Regions from separate parts of the Danio rerio genome. Here region 1 is linked to region 2. A link is a contact called in public HiChIP or PLAC-seq data. All regions are on one chromosome and are shown on one strand. The core of a region is the stretch at or near the end of the contact, and the rest is flanking DNA. Distances in the headings are between cores, read along the strand shown.

Region 1 (2,998 bases), core at 394-2,893, 140 kb before region 2:
ATAAATAATATCCGTATAAGATACAAATAGATACGTTTTAATAAAATAAACTTATATTTAAAAAAAATTCTTTTCAATAGTCTAAATCATCCCCCAAACTGACTAAAATTGAGCAATTAACATAAAGAACCTGCTTTGATTGTCTGGATTATAGGCAAATAGAAGCAAATGTTAACATTGTGAGACAGACACCTAATTTTACAGATGTGGCAAGAACAGGCAACAGCTCCAACCTTTGACTCACCTGGAGAAAATAATGGTCGTGTGGCCTGGTGTGTTCCTGAGGTGTAACTGCTAAAGTAAATAATCGTAAGTGTAGCAGGCTGGCCATCTGTCCCTGTGATGAGACACGATAAGGTAAGCTCATGTGCATTCTCTCCCAGCACACCTGTTTAAACAGTCAAAGGTGTTTGATTACTGTATTCAAAATCATACGGCCACATAATCGCCTCAGCAAATGTCACGCACTCGGTGCACTTTTAGTGTGGTAAATGGTTAACAATTCTTTAAAACTCTGAATAGTTCAGCTATGAGGTCATTAAACTATTGATTTCAGTTATATTGACTGAAGGTTTAGGAAATGACTGTCTGCTTAGAGGAGATAGTGAAGATGCATGGCTTTATCTCACAATAATGTGAGAATGGACTGCTTTTGTTGTTATTTTCTATTCATGATAGATGACTTGATTACGTAATGCATATTCAGATCTGTTTTTATCAAGTTAAACAGTTATTCGAGGCAGACACTTTCAGTGTGGAACAACAACTGATGCTTTGAGCTCGACTTTGGCTCTACTGCGCCATCTAGAGGCATAAACGAGAGCCGTTTTGAACAGTCATGATGCCAAATGCTGTTTCCTCATCTCTTTCATTTGACTGTCTGCTGTGTGAGAGCATTCAGAAATCAGCTTCATTCTAGGAGCTAGAAATACACAGTTTGGAAGGATGTGCTACTCTAAATCGGCTGTTTAAGAAACGTACACTGCTGGAAACCTATGTATTATTTTGTATTATTTGCAACCAGTGCGCGTGACACTAACATAAACAAGAACATGCTGCCTTTGAATGAAGAAGCGCGTGGCATGTGCGCGCACTGTCTGTCTCTGTGTGTAAATAAATAAAACGCGCGGCTTTGTGAATATTACTTTGTAAGACATTGTGTGTTTTAAAAACTACAATTTATTAATTTTGCAACGTAATATTGTAAATGCCTAGTATTTTAAGCCTCTCTGTGATTTTTGTTACATCAGCAGTGAGACTAAGTAAACACTTGATTGTGAAAAGCCGAGTTTAATAACACTGTTTTAATCACTCACAATCAAACATCAGAATTGCTTATCCGAACTTAGACACCCTTGCCAAATTCAGCGTGCGATCTAGGAAAGGGGGGCCGCATAATGTGCCTTTAAAACTAAGTTTGCAGTGTAGATGGAATGAGGTCAGACAGAAAGCTTCTCATTGCACGCGCCGATTATTATTAGATACTATATTCAGCCAATGGAAAGCGACGGGGCGCGGCTTTGGCTGAGGATAGGCTAGTGACAGCAGCTGATTGGCTGGATTCTCTTTCCTTTATACCTTCGGAAGAGAATAAATCCTTGTGAGGCGGTTTAGCAGAAGTATTGAAAGTTGTGAAGGGTGATCGGAAGCTCAGAGCATGAAAAAGTGCAGTCGTCTAAACCTACCGCATGGTCATACGACAAACTATGCTGAAGACACTTGTCCGTTTCCATTAAACGGCTTCAGATACTTTGCGTCCAGAGCGCACTCTGGGTTCGTTTTCAGTCGAACCGGCAGTTGAACGACAGACTGTTGATTTTGACGAGATTGCCAGGATTGACAGAGCTCCTGACTGGGATATGCGCTTTGCGGATGGCGCGCTGAACCAAAAGACAGCAGAAGCAGCAACTTTGTTTCCACATTGACCAAAGCATATTTTATACAAGAGTGAAGAAGAAAGACTCTTAGCGCTTTCAACGCGTCTAGCGCTGCAGCACGTGTAGGATTTTTGTGCGCAATTAAAAGTTGAGACTGTTGTAGTGCATGGGCACAGACCTGGCTATGGTGGAGCAGACGCACACCAGCAGCAGCAGCAGTAGCGACGTGCTCCCCGGCGACTCCATTGATTCTGGGGAGATGGACTTAGACATGGACGCCTCTCCGACTCCAGGCTCTCCAAATTCAGCCGGTGATAAAATGGACATTGCCTGGTGCAAAACCCCATCGGGACACATCAAGAGGCCAATGAACGCATTCATGGTCTGGTCGCAGATTGAGAGGCGCAAGATTATGGAGCAGTCGCCGGACATGCACAACGCGGAGATCTCCAAGAGACTCGGCAAGCGCTGGAAACTTTTAAAAGACAGCGACAAGATCCCCTTCATCCGCGAGGCCGAGCGCCTGCGGCTCAAGCACATGGCAGACTATCCAGACTACAAATATCGACCTCGGAAGAAGGTGAAGTCATCCAGCGGAAAGACTGGAGAGAAGGCGGAGCGCGTGAGCGCTAGCCCCGGCGCCAAGTCTGCATCCAAAAAGAGCTCGAAAACTCTCAGCAGGACGCACAGAAAGTCCACAACGCTCGAGCTGACCTCACACTCCGTCCCTGCAGACCACCACGCACTCTACAAATCCAGGTCCGTGTCCGCCGCCAAACAAATCCCAGAGAAACCAGCAAAGCGCGGGCATGTGTACGGGGGATGCAGCACAGACAGCAGCCCGCCCTCTGTCGCGGTGCCGGCCAGTCCCACCCTGAGCAGCTCGGCGGAATCCAGCGACCCGCTGAGCTTGTACGAGGACGGGCTCGCGAGCGGAAAGGAAGACGCGGAGCCTGCCGCGCGCTTCAAGTACACCCGCGCGCCGTCTCCGACGCCCTCCGCCTCGCACTCGTACTCCTCGCAGTCATCCTCCTCGGATGAGGAGTTCGAGGACGAGCTGGCGGACCCCAGCCCTGGCTTTGACAGCTTCAGCACCTTTGGCACAGCGCCTCTGGACAGAG
Region 2 (3,043 bases), core at 261-2,760:
TTTCCCCCATATTTATTAATTTTAGATCATGTTGAATAGATTTTACACCAATGTTTTGATTACTTAGGGTACAGAATGTACATATCTGTACATGAAATTATATGAATTGCAGGGCTCAGTTATTTTTGAGGTAAAAAAGATAAATAATTTTACATGATTTGTCTTGTATATCATATTAGTTTCATTGTTTTTTCTTTCAATTATTCAAAGTCAGTCATTTTAGACTGCAAAACTAAAAAAAAAAAAATCTACGATCCTGCAGGGATTGATTGTCTATAGCCTGTTGTACAGTAAATCAGATTTAATGTGCATTTGGGAAAGTAAAATGCACATACCATTTTGCCAAACTTGTAATGTGAAGTGCTTATAACCAGCTGTTGTCAACATACTATATATTTTAATGGCTTCCCGTGGCTTTCCTCCAAAATAAAAGCTTGATGGTTTAGCAGTTGAAAATGAACCATTCGGACAGCTGTAAATGTTAGACATTTTACACTGTTCTGTTTTTACACTTGTACTTATAAATATTTATTCTTCCAGTTAAGTCTTATTTGCATTTGAGTGTAATATGCATACATGCTTGTGCTAGTAATTTTTTAAACCCAAGGGCAAGAAACTAAATTCAAATGAATCATGAAAATTTTTCATCTGCGCAAACAGTGCTGGCATGAGGTCCTTTTCTGATCCAGTTCTCCTGGCTTTTCTTCAACAATTTTTCTTATATTAAATTTCCTTCTATTTTTCAGTCTGAGATCTAGATTATTGTTAATAAATAAATAAAATAAATGAATTAATAAACTAACTACCTAAATAAATAAATACAAATATTAACTCAAGATTTCCCCTTATTTGTTTTATTTTATTTTATTTACATTTTTATTTATTTATTTATTTATTTATTTATTTATTTATTTATTTATTTATTTTATTTGATATTTGATTTTATTTTATATTTTATTTTATTCTATTCTATTTACATTTATTATTTAAATGTATTATTTTATTTGTTAGTTTATTTATTTATTTATTTAATTTTATTATTTTATTAATGTCTTTTTAATTTTTTTAAATTTTCTTTTAATTCATTATTTTAATAAACTATTTTATTTTATTTCATTATTTGATTTTATTATTTAGTTACATTTTTATTTTATTTCATTAATTAATTTAATTTAATTTAATTTTATAGTACACTCTTAAAAATGATGTGTTAAAAATTTACACAAAATATGTGTTAAACAGTTCGTAACACATTTTGTGTTACTGCAGACACATTGTGTGTTAATATTGTGCTTAAGTGTTTACACAATGACTGTGTTAAACACATTTAAACAGTATGTTGGAATAAAATGCATTTTTGTCTGGAGTCAAATGGCACTGTGTTATGTGTTTATGTAGTTTATTTATCATAATGGTAATATAAAATAAGCATTTGTGAAAATGTGGCTGAAAATTCTGTATTTCGGGATTTATGCTGTGTATTTGTGCACGCGCATGCGCAGTGACGTTCTTTTTCAACCGTCGCTCTCCGGGAGCTCTGTCGGATAATGCACCTCTCTGCCTCAGGTGAGTGAAATTAATTAAAATTCGGCTACGATAGTAAATATTTCTTCCACTCTGCGTGAGAATGTTTTGTGTTAGTTGTCCAGGAAGTTATTTTTGTTACTTTTATTATGTCTCCATGTTTCATACTCCAAATACACGGGTGACTTGGCAACTCGGTCATGTACCATTAACTTTAGCCGCCTAAGCTAACGCATCTGGCGCGTCTATTGCAAAGCTGCTATGGCACTCGGCAGAATTGTTAATAATAAGTTACATATTTAAGGTGAAAGACTGACCCTAAATATGTATTGCATTTTGGTATGAGAGTTGCCGTCACTTTAAAATCTCCGGCTTCGCGTCACTTTAAAGCCTCCGCATCACTGACACTGGAGGTAAATTAACGATACCGGACACAATTTATACATTAACGTTTTAATCATAATGTTATTTGATATAAAACATAAGATGCCGCTTTGCGGCAGGAATTTGAACAAGAATGCCTTTCCATATCATTAGTTTGGCGCTTTGTACAGACACCAAATGGCGCCGCTGTGTGAGCAAATTCATAAACAATATCTAACGTTAAAATATGAAGATCTTTATTGTAATCAACATTGCGCGCCATTTTGTGCTAACCGACTAGTCATATACTATTTAAAATCTGCTTTTTATTGTCATACTCATTGTTACATGTGTTTGTTTTCTCATTGTGCTTGTATATACATGGATTTCTCTCTCTTTTACTTAGATGATGGAAGTCGAGGAGCAAATTACAGTCACTTTAACAGTTTTACACCGAGTTCTTGCAACTGTCTTCATAGACGAAAAGGAAATATGGAGAAAACTATTCACAGTTGGCAGTGTTGGAGATCTGATAGCCTCAGTCAAACCTGAACTGTCTCAACAACTATCTCTTGATCGAATATTGAAATTTGACACAGATTTTCAAGAGTTCATTGACACTGATGTAAATGCAGGAGTACAGGAGCTTGACAAATTTCAAATGTATTAACGTTATATTGCAAGCAACACCCCGGACTCATTAGAAAGAAGTGTGCACTTATTACAGGTAAAACATTAATATCTTTCTCCCTTTATATTACTATAGATAAAAGTGAACATTTCAATAAATAAAATGTTTTTGGCATTTCTAGTGTCCTTTAACAGATTCAATTCAGACTGGCACCACAACTAGTTTGCTGACGCTGCTTGAAGAAAAAGCCCCTACAATCCTGAGAGAACATGAAGAGACTAAGACGCTGTCGATTTCCTCAAGAAAGATTCTTGTTAAAGTTGCTGTCAGTGACCTTGTAGAGAAACATGGATTGTGAGTATGGTTTGTTTATTCCACGTAAGGTGTATTTCTTTGCAAATTAATTAAATTACATTTATTTAAATAAGTTATATATTAAAATAAATTCTACATTTAAAAAAATGTTTTAAATAAATACATTTAACAATCAGTTTATCCCAATCAATTCTAAAGTACCACTGTTTA

The links. HiChIP or PLAC-seq counts read pairs in DNA pulled down with a chosen protein or histone mark.
Region 1: an H3K4me3 HiChIP or PLAC-seq map of embryo shows a contact between it and region 2, with 2.1 times the contacts expected there. The contact joins the promoter of sox4a here to the promoter of LOC141379114 in region 2.

The regions. Positions count from the first base shown.
Region 1 is chr19:31,209,993-31,212,990 of GRCz12tu, reverse strand. It overlaps sox4a (SRY-box transcription factor 4a), which reads left to right and starts at 1,643. Exons shown (of 1, transcript NM_213122.2): 1 at 1,643-2,998. The coding sequence starts at 2,044.
Region 2 is chr19:31,066,746-31,069,788 of GRCz12tu, reverse strand. It overlaps LOC141379114, which reads left to right and starts at 1,510. Exons shown (of 8, transcript XM_073931783.1): 1 at 1,510-1,566; 2 at 2,294-2,614; 3 at 2,700-2,872.